2 separate regions of the Mus musculus genome follow, and region 2 is linked to region 1. Evidence: chromatin contacts called from public Hi-C data. All regions are on one chromosome and are shown on one strand. Each heading gives the region's core, a stretch centred on a gene start, on an enhancer-like site or on the middle of the called end of the contact. The rest is flanking DNA. Distances are from core to core; before and after follow the strand shown.

What was found. Hi-C and Micro-C count contacts between places; a contact is called where the count stands out from the background.
Region 2: a Hi-C map of the N1E-115 cell line shows a contact between it and region 1, with 2.0 times the contacts expected there. The contact joins two enhancer-like sites. A contact is called at or near these places in 1 of 15 datasets of contacts at CTCF or cohesin (CD8 T cells), 4 of 484 Hi-C or Micro-C datasets (the N1E-115 cell line, cortical neurons, group 2 innate lymphoid cells and 1 more) and 5 of 115 datasets of contacts at active chromatin or transcription factors (bone marrow-derived macrophages, embryonic stem cells, liver and 2 more).

The regions. Positions count from the first base shown.
Region 1 is chr6:31,249,219-31,253,926 of GRCm38.p6, reverse strand. All of the region lies in intron 1 of 2210408F21Rik (RIKEN cDNA 2210408F21 gene), which reads right to left. Among named protein-coding and RNA genes, the nearest start is that of Gm38782, 8.2 kb to the right of the region's middle. Within about 2 kb of position 2,721, at least 6 of the 459 cell types and tissues checked have an H3K27ac peak or open chromatin away from gene starts, as enhancers often do. A contact at or near this core is called in the N1E-115 cell line and pancreatic cancer cells, where this site is marked.
Region 2 is chr6:31,316,003-31,320,710 of GRCm38.p6, reverse strand. All of the region lies in intron 2 of 2210408F21Rik (RIKEN cDNA 2210408F21 gene), which reads right to left. Among named protein-coding and RNA genes, the nearest start is that of Gm38782, 75 kb to the right of the region's middle. Within about 2 kb of position 2,005, at least 144 of the 459 cell types and tissues checked have an H3K27ac peak or open chromatin away from gene starts, as enhancers often do. A contact at or near this core is called in the N1E-115 cell line and pancreatic cancer cells, where this site is marked.

The DNA of each region.
Region 1 (4,708 bases), core at 1,472-3,971:
AAGTTTTACTGACTGAGTGATAAAATGGAAAAAAATATTTATAAAACCATGGATCCTTTGTAATTAAAAAAAAATCCTTTAAATGCTAAACGTTAAATCCAATGAGACATTTAAGTCCGCCCTCCCACACAGATCCCTGTTCTTGCTGCTAACGTTACACGGCATCCTAAGAAGATGTGCATCACATAGCTGAGCGCTGCTATAAGGTTACATGGGAGTTCTAACAGGAGGATTTCTGCAGACACAAACACAGGTTAAGCAACACCTCGAAAGCAGGCTCAAATGAAAGAAATAGGAGCAACGAAAATAAAGCATGAGGAAACTCTGCCACCACTAGCTGAACAAATGTTTCCAGGGACTGGAAGCCAAGAAGACAGATATCCACCGAAGGCTAAAAACCGTCTGAATCTACTAGGTCCCTACACACTGGACGACAGGAACCTAAGCACTGGAGGCAATCAGACCCCAAGCCCCTCCCACCTGGAAAGGAGGAGCTAAAACATTGGAGGCAATCAGACTCCAAGCCCCACCCCCACCCCCACCCCCGGGAGGGAAGACTACACTGACCTTTAGCAGCTCCACCGCAGACCGCAGAAATCCCAGCCTGCAGCCCATTTCGAAATTACCAAATCTCCAAAAATTACAGGAGATGGGTAGCTTACCAACACAATCGCTTTGATCACATAGGTCAAGCCTGCATCAGCATAAATGGTAATTATCGACGAAGGGGTCACCTACTTCAGTCATTTAATAACCCATTCTCAGTCAGATTTGCCACAGCTCCAGCCCAACTCAATTAGGAGGCACAGGCATATTGGGTGGAACTATTTTCCAGTGTAAGAAGGCTTGGAAAATTTAAGCAATTAGGTGTTCTATTCCTCCTCTGCTCATGTATGGGGTATTCAATGTAACTAGTTTTATTTGTAAAACTTTATATTTTATTCTCTTCTTCCTAGAAAAGAATTTAAATTGTATTTCAAAGGGCTTCAGGGGAAGGGTTGATGGCCAGTTGCTAGGAACTGCAAGTCATATCCCCTGCTACCTAGACTCCAGCTCCATGGATAAACTGTTTTTCACTGCTGTTAAAAGTCCCGCACCCCTAAAGCACAGAAAGTCTAAACCAGTGGTTCTCAACCTGGGTCTTGACCCCTCTGGGAAGTTGAATGACCCTTTCACAGGGGTAAAATATAAGATACCTTGTATATTACATATTTACATTATAATTCATAACAGTAGACAAATTACACTTACGTAGTAATAATGAAAATAATTACATGATTGGGGGGGTCATCACAACATGTGGAACCATATTAAAGGGTTGCAGAATGAGAAAGATTGAGAACCACAGGTCTAAACCATGTTGGTGACCATGTCAAAGCACATCATAGCTTTCACCATGAGGTTCCCCCAATCACCTGGGATACAAGATCTACATAACCACTTTTGTACCTATGTGACCATTTCTTCCCATATGGATGCAACATCTGCCAAGGAACAGGGTTATGTGAAAGAAAGCAACTTGGACTCAGAGTCCAGTTGTGTGGGCTCTAGCTCTTGGTGGTGGTGGTGGTGGTGGTGGTGGTGGTGGTGGTGGTGGTGGTGGGATGTGTTAGTGAAGATAACTCAGTGTAGCAAGAAGCACATCTGCTAATGTCCATCGCACAGACACGAACCCCAGTTTTCCACCTTGAAGCTATGTTACTCTAAGCAATTTATCTCAAGCTCGTGCCTCGGTCTTCTTCTTTGTTAAATGTCAATGCTGTCAAGAACACACAGGCACACCACCACTGCCTCTGCCACTACCCACAAAGCACCTGTTACAGTACCTTGAGGATCTACTTACCTGTCTGTCCATCTCTACATCACCCTCACCCCATACTAACAGCTTTCTCTCCAAACTACCTCTACATCCCCAACATAGTGGCTGCACCTAACCCAGAATAGATACTCAACAAGTACTTTCTTAAATGGTTATTGTCAAAATAATTGAGCAACAATTCGCCAGTCCTTTACTAGGGATCATTACGTTTGTCTCTTGCCACCAGAGAACCACCCAGAAAGAACGTGTTTTCCTTCCTGTAGAACCTACTACGATGCCATTTCAGATGCATCAAAGGCTTATGTGGTTTCTTTCTTCTTTTCAGATAAGAAAGAATTTATGGAGCACCTACCAAAGCCAAGGAATGTGTTCCTTCCTGCAGTTGTCTATTTGATGGCTAAGCGAATATAGTTTGTGATCAATCCCCAAGGTACTGAAATGCACTTGCTTACATCTAGTAACTGGCACTCCGTCAGACATTTAGATGACACAGAAGAAAATGACACAGAAGAAATTTAATCTTCTCTTAAAGTTCAGAATTTAGAAGACAACTATCTAAACTGCTTGTGACACACACACACACACACACACACACACACACACACTCATCACGGCCTTTGATCCTCTCTGTATCTGAATAATGGTGTTCACCAGAACCTTTACCATTCTGTTTTCTTCTTAGATAATCTCCTGTCTCTCAATATCTCTGTCTGAGCCCAGAATTCATAAAACAGAGCGAATGTGGTCTGCTCCCCAGTGAGCACTGGAGAGCCAGCTCCACTCTCCAATGTTCTATTGCTATTAATACAGGAGATTGATTTTTTTCGAAAGGGACATCATACGGTGTTGACTCACCACTCACAAGCCACAGGAGGCTCTAAATCTTCCTGACGTGTGTGTGTGCTTGCAAGTCATCTCGCGCCCACTCTGTACCTGTTTAATTGGATTCGGAGATCTTTGAGGACTTGATATTTGTACCCATTAACTTCATATTGTCAGGTGACTCACCACTGCATCCCATCAGCACTAGGGTAGAGGGGACTCTGACTGTATCCATTAAGTTACTAACCCTCTACTTGTGTGTCATCTGGAAATCTGCTTAGCATGCCATCAACGTTATCATCTTAGTCATCAATAAAAATGTCAAGGTGGGTGGGACAGGGACATGGGCCAGACCTGTATTGGAGCCCCAGAGACCCATGCACATTTCAGCACCTTAAAAACAGAACAAAAAAAAATCCCAAAGAACCTTTAATAACATCATTCAATCAACAAATTTTTGGGTGAGTGTCTTCCATATACTGTTTCAAGTACTGAGCCTGTAGCACTAAACCAAACAAGCTCTCTGCCCGCCCTGAAGTGTACATTCTAGAAGGCCAGCAGGGCAGTTAATCTTCAGTCATCTTGATTGGATTTAGAATCACCATGGAAACAGGCCTCTGGGCTGCATCTTATGACTGTGTTTCCAGAGAGGTTAACTGAACATGGAAGATGTATTTTGACTTCAGATGGGACCATTCCATGGAATGGGATCCTGAACCGAATAAAAAGGAGCTGTAGCTGCCCACTGGCCTTCATCACTCTCTCTCTGGTGACTGGGGACATAATGTGACCAGCTGCTTCACAGTCCGACTACTGATTTGCCTTCCCTGCCATGATGGCTTGTACCCTAACTTCCCTTCCTCGACTTTTCCTCAGGTATTTGGTCGCAGCAAGTACGGGGCTGGGGAAGCTTGGAATTGGGGATGTAGGAGGGGCTGTATGGGAACCAGATGTCTGGTGCACAGCTGTCTGTGACAACACTACTCCTGTCCCTAATTTTTGGCACACATTTGGCCCAAGAAGTGCCCCACCATGAGCAGCGAGTCTTTCTGATTCCTCAAAATTCTTTTTCTCTATGAGAAATCACATTTTTAAAGAAGTCAATATAGCGAAGATGAAGAATTTAATTTGTCTTGAAACAAAAAAAGGAAAATTGGCCTCCCAAGAAAGGCTCCTGCTTCCTGGCACTCGTAGACTACACAAACAGTGTAGGAACAAGTCAAGTCACCGGGAGGCCAGACACACCTGCTGGTGCGGTCACTTGAGAGAATTTTCAGAGTTTTGCTCAAGACATGCAGTGAATGGTTACAAACGAAATGATAGAGACAAGCTTTGAGGCAACAACTCACCTTATTCTGATCCCCCACGTTCTCAACACGGAGCCAGTCACGAGTTCAGTCACTTACAGAGAGTCAAGGGGTGGATATTAGGGTGAGCCCAGAAAATGGCTCAAAGTCTGGGCAATGAGCTTTGGAAAAGAAGACCACAGGGGACAACTTGGAAGTAACTTTTGATGTGAATGGGATTTCATATATTTTTGCGTTGTAAAATACTAATTGTATTCTTTTGATGAGAACTTTTGTTATATATTCTCACAATAATACCCCATGATATTTCTTTTTCCTCCTCCTCCTTCTCATTTTGTGTGTGTTTGTGTGTATGTGTGTGCATTTCTTTACATGTTCCTGCCTGTCTTTGTGGATATGTGGTAGGTGCACATGCACATGTGCATGGAGACCAGAGGTTGACATCAAGCTTCTTCCGTAATTGCTGTCATCATCATTATCATCTATGTCGTCGCGGCACCACCAAGCCCCAGGGATCCTCTTATCTCTGCCTCGACTGTGGTGGGATTACAGGAGCCCACTGCTGCCCTTAGCTTTCCATATGGGGATTGGGAATAAAAGTCCAGTTCTTATACTGGCAGAGCAAGCACTTTCCTAACTCAGCAATCTTCCCAGCCCACTTCTGCTATTTACAGCCATTCATTCATTCATTCATTCATTCATTCTTTCTTTCTTTCTTGACGAACTAGTTTTTACCAAATACTTTCTTTGCTACTAAGAA
Region 2 (4,708 bases), core at 756-3,255, 68 kb before region 1:
CTGACAGACATGCACTGGCTCCCCAAGGCTCAGCTCACCCCTCTTTGGAACTTTGCCTAAGACACCACTGTCTCTGACTCGGCCTCCTGCAGTCCTGGCTTAGACATTTTCTCTTCCTTCTGCCAACAAGTTGTTAGATTGAAATGTTTAGAAGCACAGACATTGGCTGTTTCCACTTTAACCTTAGTAGCCGCTACACAGTGAGTGTCAACGTGTACTCAAAGCATGAGCAGGATCTGTGTCCCCCTCTCATGAGAAAAAGTGACTGACTTTGGTGAAGGAGAGAGACAGGGGTATCCTCATTGGCATCCCTTCTAAGATAGACAGAGAGGAGCTGATCTCACACCAGGGGCTAAAGGTAAGAGCAAATTAGCAACACATAGAGCTGACTGGTGCCTGAGCATCCTCACCCATGTCTTCTAGTGACTAATAAGTAAGTCCAGTGCTACCCATAAGAGTAGTCAGGCATGATGGTACACACCTTTGACCCCAGCACTGGGGAAACAGAGGCAGGCTGTGAGTTCACTATGAGTTCAAAGTCAACCTGGACTGAATATCAAGCTCAGGCCAGCCAAGGCTACACAGGTGAGACCCTGCCTCAGACAAACAAACAAACAAATAGATAGATAGAGAAATAATAAAAAATAAAAAGAGGAGTCTCTTGAAACCTTGCAAGATCCAGTCAGAAGCAGCAGTAGCTGTACAGAGGAAGGTCGCCTCAGCAAATGGAAATGCATCTGATAGCCCTTAAATCGATGGGTGAGATCCACATCTCAGAGAATAATGTTCAATATTTAAGTTCTCTGAGTATAAAGAGAAGGTAAGGGTGAGAGGGAACGGTGTCCTCCTCCTCCTCTTCTTGCTTTTTATCACATTAAAATCTCATTAACTCTCTTTACAAAGGTAAACCCTGGTCCTCATGGTGGATTTGTGGGAAGGGTTTCTGGAGGTGAGCACATGTCCCAGAGCCTGAAAACTTGGAGTGTGTGAACCTGTCATGGTAGATAGAGATGTCTTTCATGTCCTACTTCCAAGCCTTGTCCACCTACTTCTTGTAACAAGCCACCATGGCTGTGGAGATGTACTATCTTCATAGCATAATTCTGGACCAGATGGCCACCACCCTCCACACAGACCTAGATGTCCAGGCTAGCAGACTGCTTACAGAGTTTGCCAACCCACGGGTCTGGGGGACTGCTCACTTTGGCCAGGCCTTCCTGTTGGCAGTACATTAGAGCTGTAACCGGCCTTTTACAGTGGACTCTGGGGCAACAGGACTTCAAGCCTGGGATGCCAGCTCCTCACTGCGTAAAGGGCTCAGTTCTTTACTGGAAAGATCCCAGTTTAATTTGCACGGATACCATAAATGGTTTTATTGTCTTTCCTTTTCCACATGGAGAAAGTAGAGGTTGCAAGAATCAGAATTAGGAAGGAGTCCTGCTCCAAAACGACGCAGAACTAAGATTTGAACCTGTCTGTTTGATACTCCCAAGAGCTATTTCCTGTTTGCTTATTTGTCTGGATTTTTTGTTTGTTTGTTACAAGCATGTGTCACCAAAGCCCAACTCCAAGAGCTTTTAAGAGACAGACAGCTTTTTAGCAGGACTGGAAAACAAAGACTGAATGTTGGTCAAGGAGTGTAGCTCAGTGGTGTGATACTTAGCATGTGTAAGGTCCTGAGTTGGATCTCCAGTCCCCTAAAAGATTGGATATTATTTGGACACTGTGGGTCACATCTGACACTGGACAGTGTGGGAGGGATGGGAAATGATCCTTCATTCAGAGGACGACTTACCAAGGTTGAGAAGTCGACACATATTTGCTGGCTGAAGGACACCATGAAACAGGGTTTGGGGAAAAGGGCTTCAAGAGGACCGGAGGAAGGGTCCACTTAGCTTGCAGGGAACCCAGGGGACACGGGGAGGCAGCTCTGAGCTGTGTCGGGAGCAAGCCCAGGTGCTGGGACGCTGCAGAGAAGGGAGTGTTATACTGCAGGGTTGGAAGGGTTCAAACCAGTTCAGCCGAGTTCAGCTTAGGGCTGGGAGAGTTGAAGGTGAAGGGGGAGGTGCGAGGGGCGGAGCCAGATCACAGAAGCTTCCGCAGAAGCGTCCGAAGTAGAAATGGGGACTTACTGGGAGGCTTTTGAGTAGAGAAGTCAAGGATCCCATTAAATCCTTGATTAAAGCACCCCCCCCCCAAGTATTGCTGAATCCATCCTGACTCCTGAACACAAAGCTCACAAAACAGAAAGATGTAGGAAGTCAGACAAAACCCTGACAAAGACACATAAGTCTGCTTACTTCTGAGGAAAGACAGCCAAGTCCAACCACCTTCCCTCTTCCTCAGCCAGGAATGGCTCCATTCTCCTAACTGGAGGTCATTCACCAAAAAACCAAAAAACAAACAACAACAACAAAAAACAAAACAAAACAAAACAAAACAAAAACCCTAGGGCAACAAATTCAATCCCTCCTCCTCTCAGAGGAAAAAAAAAATTCCAGCTGGGAAATGACAGTCCCTTCCTCTCCTTCCTGTTGGGCGGTCAGCCCAGAGAAGACTGCTACCCTGTTCTCACCTCCTCCTACCAGACGCACTCGCTGGAGTGGGAACAGGATCCTGATGGCTTAATTGAGTTAAAAGGGAAAGTGCGGGTCCTCTAAAAGCCTCCTCGATGGCTTCAATGGCTTCGGAGAGGCACTCAGGGCTCTGAAAAACCTTGTGGTGGTGGCAGAGGCTCAGTCCCTGGGCTAGGGAAAAGCAAAGTGAATTTCCCAAGTGCAGAACTCCCGAGCACTGAGAGTCAGCTGCCCGACCCGGCACAAACGGCTTGTTTACATTCTTCTCTTGGGCTGAAACCCATCTATTTAAACTTTAACCAGAGGCAATTATAAACCCAGGAAAGCCAGACATGGCAGCCTGCACAGGACACAAGTCGGATGCCAGCAGTCTGGCACTGAGTCCGAGGAAGAGAGGAGTATTTTGAGACAGGGGTCCAGGAAGAGCCACAGAGATCTGAAAGTAAGAGGTACTTTACTCTTACTGGTCCTCAGACGCGGCCCAGAGAAAACTGGGGGTGGAGGCAGCAAGGCAGGCTAGAGACAGGATTCCAAAAGCCTATTCACGATGGCCCTGAGCCTGCCATCTTCCTTTTGCCTAGGCTGAGAATGGCCCCGTTCACCTGATTCTGGAGACCAGTCCATCTATTCCCATCTCAAGGTGCTTTGGGTTGGTCCCTGGTTCCTAGGTAGCCATGTTCTTACTGAGCTCTGATTTGGTGAGAGGAGAGGCAGGGTGTGTATGGGGGTGGAGTAGGGTGGGAGCCACTCCGGAGGCCTTTTGGGTAAGGATACTAACCTCATTCATGAGGGCTCTGGCCTCAAGACCTAATAAAGACCCTTGTTTCCTTCCTGGGTCAAAGTGCATTTATTTGCCCAGCGGTTGGCAGCTAGGGGAGATAGTTCTCCTAAAAGGTCAAGCAAAATTTCCTGGCAAAGCTCTTCTGGGAGGGAGCCTTGATGAACAGCCTAGTTAGTGGTCTAGGGTATGCTCAATTTGACGGAGGCCCCACTAATGCCTAGAGGGAACTCATCTGCTGGTTTGATATGGGTGAATCCTATGAGCCTGTACAGAGACACAAAGCCACAGCTTCAAAGTTGATGTTTTATACTGAATTCCAGGTCTTTGGTGGGCTGATCAATCAGGGCCAATTTGTGATATATTATAAGAATTTGAGGAGCAAGGTATACCTTTAATCCCAGCACTTGGGACAGTCAGGTAGATCTCTATGAGTTTGAGGTCAATCTGGTCCATATAGTGTGTTCCAGGCTAGCCAAGGGTACATAGCAAAATGTATCCCACCCCATCCCCAAACCAGAAAAACCAAACTAAAACTATGGAAAAAAATACAGTCCCTTCCTCCCCCATTTATTTGAAAAATCTTACTACCAAAATGGTGGCATTAGCTGTAGGATCTTTACATATTAATATTACTACATTATGAGGCCAGTACTCTCAGGAAAGAAGTTAGTACCTTTAATAAGATGTCCCCAGAATGCCGCCTTCTCTTCCCACTATGTAAGGGTTCAACAAAGAAGATGGATGTCTGTGAACCAGAAAGCTGAAACTCACCAGATAGAGAACCTGCCAGCCTCCAGAACCATGAGAAATAAATTTTGTAGATCATGAGTCTCCCACTCTACAGTGTTCTGTTACAGCAGCCCAAAGCACTAATGCCCTAATCAAATCCCTCCCACGTCAAAGAGCCGGATGCTCCTCCTAGGATGCTCGTGCTGCTTCTGGTTTTTAAGTTTCTTGGTTTTGCCGTCTCTATGAAGAAGACAAGCCTGAACTCAGATGTTATCAGCTAGTTTCTTAGCAGGATTCACTTTCTGCTCATTCTCACACCAGAGCCCTGTAGGAAGAAGCTCTGGGTGGGCAGAGGCCCTGGGAATTACTAGTAGGAAGCAGACAGTATAACAATGAGACATTCTACATAATTGCAGGGAGGAACAGCCCAAGGTCTTCCTGACTTTCTGTAAATCCTCTTCTCAGCTCCCAGTTCTCGCCAGGGGAAGCCATTTGGGGCCCAGCCAGAGGAACACAGGTAGAGTTAGAGAATTAGCCAAACACCTTGTGATGTCCAAGGCCCTGGTTATGGTCTTCCAGGGTAAACAGTCCAAGGTCATGGGCTTCTTTCCAGACCAGTTTG